Linked DNA regions of Sus scrofa: region 1 is linked to region 2. The links are chromatin contacts, called in public HiChIP or PLAC-seq maps. All regions are on one chromosome and are shown on one strand. Each heading gives the region's core, a stretch centred on a gene start, on an enhancer-like site or on the middle of the called end of the contact. The rest is flanking DNA. Distances are from core to core; before and after follow the strand shown.

The links. HiChIP or PLAC-seq counts read pairs in DNA pulled down with a chosen protein or histone mark.
Region 1: an H3K27ac HiChIP or PLAC-seq map of alveolar macrophages shows a contact between it and region 2. The contact joins two enhancer-like sites. A contact is called at or near these places in 2 of 2 datasets of contacts at active chromatin or transcription factors (alveolar macrophages and skeletal muscle).

Annotation. Positions count from the first base shown.
Region 1 is chr1:98,836,186-98,842,303 of Sscrofa11.1, forward strand. All of the region lies in intron 13 of DYM (dymeclin), which reads right to left. Among named protein-coding and RNA genes, the nearest start is that of DYM, 190 kb to the right of the region's middle. Within about 2 kb of position 3,761, at least 5 of the 83 cell types and tissues checked have an H3K27ac peak or open chromatin away from gene starts, as enhancers often do. A contact at or near this core is called in alveolar macrophages, where this site is marked.
Region 2 is chr1:98,372,178-98,377,579 of Sscrofa11.1, forward strand. The region is part of intron 9 of CTIF (CBP80/20-dependent translation initiation factor); the gene reads left to right. Among named protein-coding and RNA genes, the nearest start is that of TRNAD-GUC, 150 kb to the left of the region's middle. Within about 2 kb of position 3,619, at least 51 of the 83 cell types and tissues checked have an H3K27ac peak or open chromatin away from gene starts, as enhancers often do. A contact at or near this core is called in alveolar macrophages, where this site is marked.

The DNA.
Region 1 (6,118 bases), core at 2,511-5,010, 460 kb after region 2:
CTCTACCTTCACATTCAAACCACAGATTTTAAGTATTCTTGCTCTCTTCTTAGAGTACTTCAGTTGTTTCCAAGAACATACAACTTGAAACAATATAAAGAAAACAAAAAACAAAAATACCAGCCCTAATCGTTTCTGAAATGGCAAGACTTAACACATGAAGTATATTCAAAATCTGCTGTACAAATTGTTGTCCAGAAAGGAAAGCAAGTTTCCCTTCACACTTCCACTGCTTACAGGTGCTGACTTATTGTGAATCCAAGTGATTCTGGCTGCTTTCAAAATAATTCTTCGTTTAAAGAATGCTTTGATGTTTATAAATCTATCATTCCAACATAAAATCGATTTATAAAGGTAAAAATGTGGCTTTAATAATTTGCAGTTGTGGCTTCTGTGATTCAGATGGTAATCATCTCAGGACAGACCACCATCAGAGCAGAAACTTGGAGAAGACAAGGGAACAGGGAAGGGACAGGGATGCTCCTGGGCTCTTCCAGTTACAAGGCCAAAGCTCAGAGGTACCAGTAGAGGAGGGAACATTTCAGTGTTCAAATGGCTGCCAATTTTACCATTGCCCTTTTTATTTATTAACTTTCTTTTTCATCCATTATTCATTCTGATAGGTGGTAAGAAGAACATTGATGGTGAAAGGCTCATCTCCATAAATTCTTTAAAAACCGCCCGTGTACTACAATTGCCAAATTCAACAGAAAAAAGATATCTTTTTGACAAATGTTGCTGGAAAAATTACATATCCACATGCAAAAGATGAACACTGATTCATACTTTGTACCATATGTGAAAATGAACTCAAAATAAATTACACACCTAAAGATCACACTTGAAACTATTAAATTTCTACAGAAGAAAACAATGGAGAAAATTTTTGTAGTCTTGGGTTAGGAAAAGGGTTCTTAAGTAGATATCGAAAGCATGACTCATAACAGAAAAAAATGATAAATTGGACTCCATCAAAATAAAAAAAAAATCTGCTCTTTAAAAGATGCTGTTATGGGAAAAGACAAGCCACTGACTGGTAGATATAGCTTTGCAAAACACACACCTGTGTGCTTTATATCCAAAACATGTATGAAGAACTCTCAAAAGTCAAAAATAAAAAACCCAAAGAACCCAATAAAAAGGGGCAAAAGATATGAACAGACATTTTGGCAAAGAAGTTACATGAATATAAGTTAAATGAATATATGAATATAAAGAGTTACATGAATTATAGGCATATGAAGAAGTTATATGAATACAAAGAGCACATGAAAAGTTGCTCAATGTTTTTAGTCATCAAGGAAGTGCAAATTAAAAGCACAATGAGATATCACTATGTATTTATTAGAATAGCTTTTACAAAAAGATAATATTAGTTATTGGTGAAAATGCATTGCTAGTAGGAATACAAAATGGTATTATCACTTTGGAAAAGAGTTTAACAGTTTCTTTATAATATACACTTATCATATAACCCAAAGACAACATCTTAGGCATTTACCCAAAAGAAAACTTACATTCACACAAAATTCTTCACACATACTTATAATAATTCATGCATAAATGCCCCCAAATGAAAACAATCCAAATGTCCTTCAAATGATAAATGGATAGACTATAGTATCCATACAATGGAATACTAGCCAGCAATAAAAAGGAATGGTCTAACAAAACAGATGAATATCCAGACTCAAAAGACTACATCTCAGACGGTTTCACTTACAAGGAAACCGAATAAGGTTTGGGTGGCTGGAAGGGTATGACTATAGAGTTGTACAGGGGAATCTTTAGGGAGATAAAACTTATCTTGATCATGATAATAGATATGTATTTGTCAACTCAACAAGGTGAAACTTTCGGTACATAATAAAGCAATTTTTATACTGTCCTAAAAAATTAAAAACAATCACCTATGGAAATATTAGCTTTTGCTAGTCAAACATACCAAATGGATTCAAGGGAAGAAGAAAATTAGGTTATAGATTCCGGGCTCAGTTCTATATATCCTGTTCAAGCACAGATCATTTGTCTTAGTAAAAACCTTTACTATCGAGCCCTTTTTAAAGTTTCTTGTTCCATGCCATCATCAAAAATGTCCTACTATTCCCAAATAAGTACTACTATCTGCTGAGAACAAAAACCAAGTATTTCCTGCTCTGACAGAAACTGACCATCTCACCAAAAATGAATTATACTGAAGTTAGATATGTTACCGAGAAAAGCTTACCACACATTGAACAGTACAGCAATGGTTCATTCCCTATCAATCCGTGCACTGGCCCCAAAGAAACAAAAGGCTTATTAGAGAAGAACTATTTCTAGAGGTCTTAATGGAAGTCAGAGGAAAGAGTCGATGAAACACTAAATATTTAATTCAAAACACTCAGTATACTTGGTTTGGGAGCTTGGGACATATGCCTTATAATTAATAAAACAGATTTCCTCCATAAGAATCTACATTCTATCTTTTAACAGATAAAACTCTAGAACAAGAGAGAGTAAATGATAGAGCCAAGCAGAAAAACTCAATAACCTATATGCAGAAATAAATAAAAGACAAAAGAGAATGTTTTTATGTTACAAATATATAAGAAAATACAGAGTTTAAATAACTAGAGTCATTATTTTTAAAAAACCACTGACTTCACTAATGCTACTTTAAAAATGCTATTATTCTTTTAGGTCTTTTAGATGGACAGCATACCTCAGAATAACATATTGCCTTTTGAGAAGTTTGAGGAACCTTAAGATTAGCCTAATTATTACATCGTTTAAAGAAGCATTTCCTAATTTTCACCTTAGTTATTTATTGATGAAGGTATGTATGCATGTACTTATTTAAAGCAATGGAGGGAGTTCCCGTCATGGCGCAGTAGTTAAGGAATCCGACCAGGAACCATGAGGTTGCGGGTTTGATCCCTGCCCTTGCTCAATGCGTTAAAGATCCAGCGTTGCCGTGAGCTGTGGTGTAGGTTGTAGACGCAGCTCAGATCCTGCATTGCTGTGGCTCTGGCGTAGAGTGGCGGCTACAGCTCCGATTAGACCCCTAGCCTGGGAACCTCCATATGCCACGGGAAGCGGCCCTAGAAAAGGCAAAAAGACAAAAATAAATAAATAAATAAATAAGGCAATGGAAACCCTTTCTTTCTTCCTCTCTCCCTCCCTTCCCTCCTTTCTCTCTCCCTCCCTCCCTCTCTGCTATTCCTGTGGCATGTGGAAGTTTCTAGGCCGGGGTTTGAACTGGAGACACAGCAGCAACCCAAGCTGTTGCAGTGACAACGCTGGACCCTTAACCCACTGTGCCACAAGGGAACTCCTGAAAACCCTTTCTTCAAATGAAAGCTGATGTGCAACAAGGAACAGAGAACTAGCAGAGCAGTGCTGCTATGGGAGGAGTAAAGTTGCCTGAGAGCCCTGGTGGCTCGTGTGGCTGCCACCAAGAAAAACAGGAAATCAACAGGAGAACAAAACACAAAATTCAAACGCAGAATCGTAGCAGCTTGGGATTTGAGAAGGGCCTCACGGCTCTTTGCTTTCCATCAATCTTCTACGCTGTCTCCAAAGGTACATAACCACTGCTCAATAGCTTAAGTTACCTCAGTGTTTTCCCAGGTTAAGCTGAAACATAGGTCATTGTTATACTGTTCTATGTGAAAGACACTGAAATATATGAAAGCAACCACACCCCTTTTAGTTATTAGCGTCAGCATGCCCCAAAACAGAGCAGGGTGGGGTGAATCTATTTGTGTCCAGTTCCTTTGAGTTAGTGGCAGTCTAGATCCAAAGATAATGACATTAAACAGCCATTAAAATGTCTCACACTGTACTAGCACATCTAGAGCTAAAAAATTACCGGAAGAACCTCAGTCAAAGTCTAAATGTAGGTTGGGGTACTCATGAGAAGTGAAAAAGGCCACATCGACATGGTTCCTAAAACAGTGTCTGTATGTGATTTTACTTTTGCTAACAGGGAAAGGAACAGAGGTTGCACAAAAGTTCAGAAGTAAACATTGATATAAAATAAAAAGCAAGCAATTCTTCTATAATCACAGGCAGTTCTAAATATTACCAAAATTCTTGTCAGACCATTGATGTTTTTTCACCATATGTATGATTTTCCTATTCCCCTACCTTTACCTGTTGAAATATTATGCATACTTTCTCAGCTTCTGCCATGTACTGCATGGAGTCTTTCACTTTATCCTAGGTCAGAATTACGCCTCTCTTCCTTCTATATCCCTCAGCACTTTGAACAATTTATCACTTTCTGCCTCATTACAGTTAGCCCTAGAGAAATTCTGTTGGACTAAAACTAAATTTCTTATTCATAAATGGTACTTTTACATTTTTTTTTTTTGGTACTCAAGATACTTAAATGTGGGCATTAAGGACCCACATAAATGCAAAAATGGACAGATCAGTTAGGTAGTGTGGGGATTTCTAGTTGAGATTCAATTCAATATCCAAGAATGTATTTTCACAGAACAGCTGGATTTTTAAAAAAAATCCACTGTAGCTTTATAAAACAGCTTATCTCACTCCAAATGCCATATGAGTAGCAACATTTTTTTATTCATTCCAAAAATATTTACTAAAACCTACTTTGTGAAAGCACTGTGCTGGGTACATAAGCACAGAAAAAGAATCAAGGCTAGATGCTCTTCTAGGCAGAGAAATATGTGCTCTGATGTCAAGTGCATTATTTGAGGATTTCTCTTCAGTGTTCCCCTAAGAGCCTTTCACTCTGGAAGCCACTGTTGTCCCACTCTTCCGGTATGGTAGCTGTGCTACCATCATCTCCTCTAGTTTTTTGTTTTCCAGGAAGTAGAAAAAATACAACTATTCGTTGTTCTCCAGGTATCCATTTTTCTCCTTCTCTGGCAACAGACTTTTATAGCAGAGCACATGGCTGCAATGATTAAAAACTCTATTTCTCAGCTTCCCCTGTTGCTACATGTGGTCAGGTGATTAAATTCTGGCTTAAGAGATATTGAGGCCGCTTCAGAAAACCTTCCTTCCTTCCTTCCAGAGTCACCTGGAGCCTTAACTCACCTTTTATTCTTTGTCTCCTCCATTCTGGGGCTTGAACTCAGATGCTAACTGGGACCCTTACCAGAAAGCTCAGCCCCTAGGGGTGGTGGCGGTACAATGAAAGGAATTTACCCCCAAGATGCCCATGCCCTAATCCCTGGGACCTGTGCGCATGTTCTAAGTCAAAGAGGGAATGAGCAGATGTAATTAAGACTACAGATCTTAAAATGGGGAGTCTCCTGGACTGTCCAGATGTGCATAAGCTAATCACATGAGCCCTTAAAAGCAATGAACTCTCTCTGGCTAGAGTCAGGGGGGTGTGGCCAAAGAATAAAAGAGATTCCAAGCATGCCAACTATCTGATGTGCCATTAGGCTCTGAAATGTAGGGGCCTGTACAAGAGGCTTCTAGGAGCTAAGAGCAGCTCCCAGAAAAGCATCAACAAGGAAATGGGAATCTAAGTTCTACAATCAAAAGGAACCTGGAATCTAGAAGCAGGTGCTCCCCAGAGCCTCCTGAGAAGAGCCCAATAGACCAACAACTTGATCTAGGCCTTGTGAAACCTGGAGCAGAGACACCAGCTGAACTAAGCCAGATTTCTGACCTACAGAACTGTGACATGATACATTTGTGTTGTTTTCAGCAGTTAAGTTTGTGGTGATTTGTTATAGCAGACAAAGGAAACTAGTAATAGACTTCCTGGAGCAGAGTCTCCTTAATCAGCCCTTGAAGGTCTGCTTTAAACTTCTACCTGGAGAAAAATAAAATTCTTTCTTCTTTAAACCACTAGGATTGTCAGTTTTTCAGTTACTCACAGCTGAACCTAAATTTGACTGATACATTTGATGAAATCCTTTCAACACAGCACAGCATCGTTAACTGCTATCAAGAATAAAAGGCTAAAGCAGAATATTACTTCAAGCTGTGAATACTTTATATGTGGAATGATGATAGTTAGATAGCCTTCAATAAGGTTTATTTTCACTTTATTTGCCGCAGATATATTATTACTTCAAAATTCATAACACTTGTATATGATCCAATTTTAAGAAAGTTGAAACAAAATGGTCTAAGATTACATCACTAT
Region 2 (5,402 bases), core at 2,369-4,868:
TGCCAGCCTGGCCGAGGGTGTCCAGGCAGCAGCCGGGGGCTCTGTGAGTGTCAGCAAGCCCCAGTGTGAAGCTGCCAGGCCAGGCCGTAACCCCAGGTCACAGTAACCACTTGGCCCGTTCAGTTCCTGGCACTCGCTTCTCGCCATTGCAGGCCAAGACTGTTTTAATCCAGAACTAAAACTTCTACCTTAAGAGTAGGGAGCTCCCTGACAGCCTTGGGCCTTAGGCAGTCTTGGGCAGCAGGCAGGTAGGGCCATTGCACCTGTTAGGAGGCTCCAGACGCCAGGGTTTCACTGTAGCAGACAGCGTGGGGCCTGACATTTGAGGTGAGACCCTCCCCCCCACCGCCCCTTTCCTGACCCATCCAGTGCCTTGTGGGAGCGGCAGGTTCCAGGTGCCCACTTCCAGTGTCCCACTCAGCCCCTCCTGGTGGATCAGCTGCTTCCAGGAGCCATGTGGAGATGCTCTCCATATCCGCACATAGCCTGCATCGCTGCTGCTGTCTCACAGCCTCTTCCTCCCGCAGCAGCCCTTCAGCCTGCAGAAGAAGGGTTACTTACACATGATGCCTGGGGCTGGACAGATTCACAAAGTAACCTCCACAGCATTTACCTCCCCTTCCTCTGCAGAAGCCCCATTCCTCCTCTCCCAGCACATTTTTTCTGGCCAGCCTTGAGGGGTACGGCAGGAGACAGGAAGTCTGAAGCCAGCATCTTGCCTGGCTGCGGGCCTCAGTGTCCTCATGTGGTCCAGGGGTGTGGTCAGTATCCCCACCAAGCAGCAGGGTTCATGGCGCCTCCCGTTCTGCTCCCACAGTCCCTGGGCTTCTGAAGGTTGCGTGCAGGTCCAGGACTGGAGAGAGCCTGGGAAACATTTGGGGGCGGACTGGGGCAGGAAGAGAAGATGGGTTGCTGCTCAGAAGTAGGGGACTTGAAGGTGCAGTATTGGAGGCATCTGAGCTGCAGGATCCCCATCCCTTGCTCCAGCTCTGCCTTCAGCTGGCCCATCCTTCCACCCTTCTGACAGCTTCCTCACCCTTAAATTAGGGGGTTAAAAGTGATTGCATAGGTCCCTTTCAGCAATTTGTTATCCTAAAGCAGACATTCTGTGCATACAGACAGTGCCTGTTAACTGCCGCTGCTGCTGGTGAGTTGACCAAAAAAGAGCAGATGCTCCCCACGTGGAGGGGTCTGCAGTCCTAGCCATTCCTCCCCTCCCTCCTGGTTGGGGTAGGGAGTCAGCGCCTGCCTTGTGGGCAGAGCAGCCTGCAGGGGGTGCCGGCACGCAAGGCAAGCCTCACCTGCCTGCAGGCCCCTCCCAGTCCAGCCCAGCACCTTGGGTCCTCTGCGTTTTCCCACAAGGAAGATTTCAGCCATACAATGGTGACTCTGCCACAGTCACCCTCTGGTGTTGCAGTTTCCAGCCTCTGTGGGGCCCCAGCCCTGAGACAAGACACCTCTGGTCTGGGAGTCCCTTCCAGACCCCCAGGGTGGGCCTGCATAGTGCCATTCCCCCAGGGTCTAAGGGTTCCTGTCAGGTGTCTGGCTGAGAGCACTGTCCTTTTCCCCCTTCCAGGACGGCAGTCACTCTGCAGGCATTTATCGTGCACTGGCTGTGTGCAGATACTGTGCACCCTAAGTACTCATTAGACTTTTGCAAGGTGGGCATTATTAGTTCCATTCTACATGTGGCTAAAGAAAGTGATAGAAAAGGCGGGGGAAGTGCTAGAAAGCTTAGGAAATACACTTGAAGTCACACAGACACTTGAAGTCACACAGCCAGTCAGTGGTAGAAGCGGAGCTGGACCCCAGTGCCTCCCCACCCCCATTGCCCTATACCACACCTCCTCAGACTGTCCTGCTGCCCAAGTGCCTCTATTGGCTGGAGGGGTATTTGTTTTGGGCATGGGGCAGGACCAGGTAGAAGGTAGAAAGTAAGTGGGGGAAAATGAGATAAGAAGATGCCTTTCAGATGACTCGATTGGTGCCTCCTCCCCTGCAGATAGAACAGTGGCCATGTGATCTCTCCATTGTCATCTTATGGCTGAAAGAATCTGGAGATGGTTTCCAGACCTGAGCTCTGGTTACTCAGGGTCTGCTGCTCCCTGCCTGTCAGTGGGAACAGGGGGCAGAGGTGTCCCTCTCCACCAGGCTGTCCCCGGCTGGCCTCAGCTTCTCTTCCGTGGCCATCCCACCCACTAGTTTCCAGCCCAGAACCATCGTGATTCATGAAAAAAGTCAAAGGGAACTCAGGTCAGTTTGATTTGCTCCACTTGGCAGTCCCAGGGGCTGGAGGCTGCAACTCTGAGTTACAGTGGGTCCTGTTGAGTGGGCGCTTCTGATGCCCTGGGCACATGGGCATCTGTGAGTGCCCCTTTGTTGGCAGCTCCATGGTCAGGGGCAGTTTAAGTCTCCTATGACAGGCCCTGGCCACAGAGGAAGTGGATCATGTCTCAGATGAGGCTTCAAGCCTCTGTCACCTGTCTAAGCCAGAGGAAGGAGTGGCGGCATCTTCAACTAGTTGGTCCACTCCTCACTGCCCACCAAGCCTGAGAGGACAGGACATGAGGCCCGCAAAGTCAAAAGGAAGACAGAGCATGCACGCCTGCATGCTGTCTCATTTCTGACATTCTAAATTATTAAGAAGTGAGGACCCTGGGGTGTGAGCCGAGGCAGCCTGGTTGCTCAATCCCAAAGGAGCCCTTCTAAGGTTTCCCCGGCACCCAGCCCAGAGTGTCACTCCGGAGAAGGAGCCACACTGTGAAAAGCCTTCTTCCCTGCTGCTGCCATGCCTTGCCTTTTTTTTTTTTTTTTTTTTAAACTTCCCTTCCCCACCCCCAAGCTTGATTTATTATGACCCCTATGCATTTCAGCAGCTGTGGCTTCATTTCAGAATCTGGTTAAGTAGCCCAGAGTTCAAAACAGACAAAGTCGGAAGAGGGGCTGCGGGAAGGCGAGGGACACTTACTACAGCTCTTTCCCCTGTGCGCCTCTGTGGCCCGGGGTGCGTGCACATCCTCTCCCTGTAATCGTGGTGTGACCACGCAGACACTGTGGCTCTTCTGCCTTATAAAAGGGAAGTTCAAAAACATACTGTGCTGGTGCATTGCCCCGGGTGCCCCATTCCTCTCCCTCCAGCCCCGACAGAAGAGGCAGCCTGCTTGAGAGCTGGTTGGAATGAGAACCCCATGGGGGCAAGATGGCTGGAGGCTGACTGAGCTTAACAAGCACCTATAGAGCACCCGCTGTATACCTAGGGGGCAGAGCGCTGGGGTGGGGCTTCAGAGAAAGGAGTGTAGATGGTCTCAAGGCCCTGTCTCTCCCTGCCATCTGTCCCCAGGCCCCCACCTCTGTCAACCTACCCTTCCTGGCTGGCACAGCTTTGCTGTACTCAGACCAGACGAAGTATCTTTGTAAAGTACCCCATCCCTGTCTTCGAGGAGCTTCTGGCTTCGCCAGCCCCCTCCTTGCTGTCAGGCTCCCAAATGACCCCAGAGGGCTTGCTTGCAACAGTTTGTTCTCTGGACTTTGTGTTTTCCCCGTCGTCTGCCCTACCCTCCCAGCGCCTCCTGGCTCTGGCCCCAGCGCCAGCCCCTGTCTGTCCCTGCAAACACAAGTCAGCTGTGTGTGCAGACAAAGCCATGCGTCGCCGTGGGGGCCGGGCCTGCAGAAGGGACATTTCCAGGGAACTCTGGGGGCGGCGGCTGGGAGGGCAGAGGCGACTGTCTGATAGCAGGGACTCGGCGTCACTGTCTAGGGGACTTGGCCAGGCCCCAGGGGCCAGTGGCTGTGGGTGGTGACTGGGAGAGGCAGCCAGGCTGGAAGAAATCTGCTGTGTGAGAAGTGTAGGAAACGGGCTGGAGAGGAGAGATAACAGCCTGTTCTCTGTGTGTCTGCGTCTGCCGGCGAGGGTGGCTGGAGCCAGGCGGTCTGAGGCCGTATCTAGTGAGATTTTTGTCCTGGGTTGTGAAAGTGACCTATGGAGCCAGCAGCAGGGTTCAGGGCCTGGGAGAGAAGACGTGTGACCCTGCCCTCCCTCACCCTTGTCTTGTGTTCCTGTCAATGTTCCTCTGTCCCCTCTTGCCAGACAGTGGGAGAAGGGGAGGGGCGCGGCAAGAGGGGACATTCTTCGTACAGGGCACATGGTTAAGGCCTGGGTTTCGGTCTCGATTGTATCAGTGATTTGACCTATGAACTCAGATATATCCCCTAATCTCGCTGGCTCTTGGTCTCGTTGGCTCTAAAAGGGGGATTATTTATATCTACCCTGTGCATTGTGCGGGGTGGTTGGAAAGTTCTTATGAAATGAGGCTGTGAAGATAGTTTGTAAACTGTAAAGTGCCACCTAAACAGAAGGAGCTGTGATGGTTGGACTGGTGAATGCTGAGGCTGCCAAAGACAGAGCCGGGCTAGAGGAGCCTGGCGGGGGCAGCAGGAAGGAGCAGGGGCCCCAGGAGGTTCTGGGGCGGTGGTGGGTCATGGCCCCACCAAGAGTGGGCCCTGCGGGAATCGGACCTGGGGCAGGGAGGGAGGCCATGGAGGCTCTCTGGGATGTGGGTGTTGGTCTTGGGTTTATTGAGCAGAGTGTGGCCTGGCTTGGGTACACACGTCTCCCTTGGGAGACAGGAGAGCTTATGAGGCCCTCACCCATCAGGGGCTGAGGATGCTTGCCTGGCCTGGAGGATGAAGTCCCACGAGCTGTAGAGGAACAGAGGGAACTTTGCTTTCCTTCCTCAACTCCGCTGCCCATGGAGGCCAGGTCACCCCGTCCTCTTACCCGCTCCCCATCCAGACCCAGAAATCAGCCGTCTCTGGTGTGGAAAGTGTAAGAAGAAGCTGGCGGGCTGCTAGGCTGAGAGAAGCTGAGCTATTTAAAGCGTGCAGCGCCCGGGGGGCATGAGCGCCACCCACCCCCCAGGCCCTCTCAGGCATCTGGCTTTCTCTTCCTTGGCTGGATCCCAGGCCCCCAGGGCACCCAGAGGGCCACAGGTCAGATGCCAGGGGCTCTGGGAAGCTGCAGGCGGCAGCTCCTAGGGCTGGCACAGGAGGGCGGCTCCACCTCACCTCGGATTGGGTTCCCTCCTCCGGGCCTCCGGGCTGACTTGGCGGGGCCACACAGACTCCTTGGCTCCCTGTGCCTTATAAAGGGGGCTGGGGACTCTGGGGACATGTGGGGAGCTTAGAGTAGGAATGCCCGGCGCCTGCAGCCTGGGGCAGCTGCTGTCCCCCACCCCCACCACTGGCCACCGTGCTACCCAGTTTGGGGAAGCAGAGCCAGAGGGGAGCTTGGCGGGGTACACCCCTCTCCCCTGCCCCTACCCGTCTTCCCAGCACACCCCGGAGGACAAAGAGTTTTCTCCTTTTTCTCCAGTTGACATTTCCCTGTCCTGTGTCCTAACTCC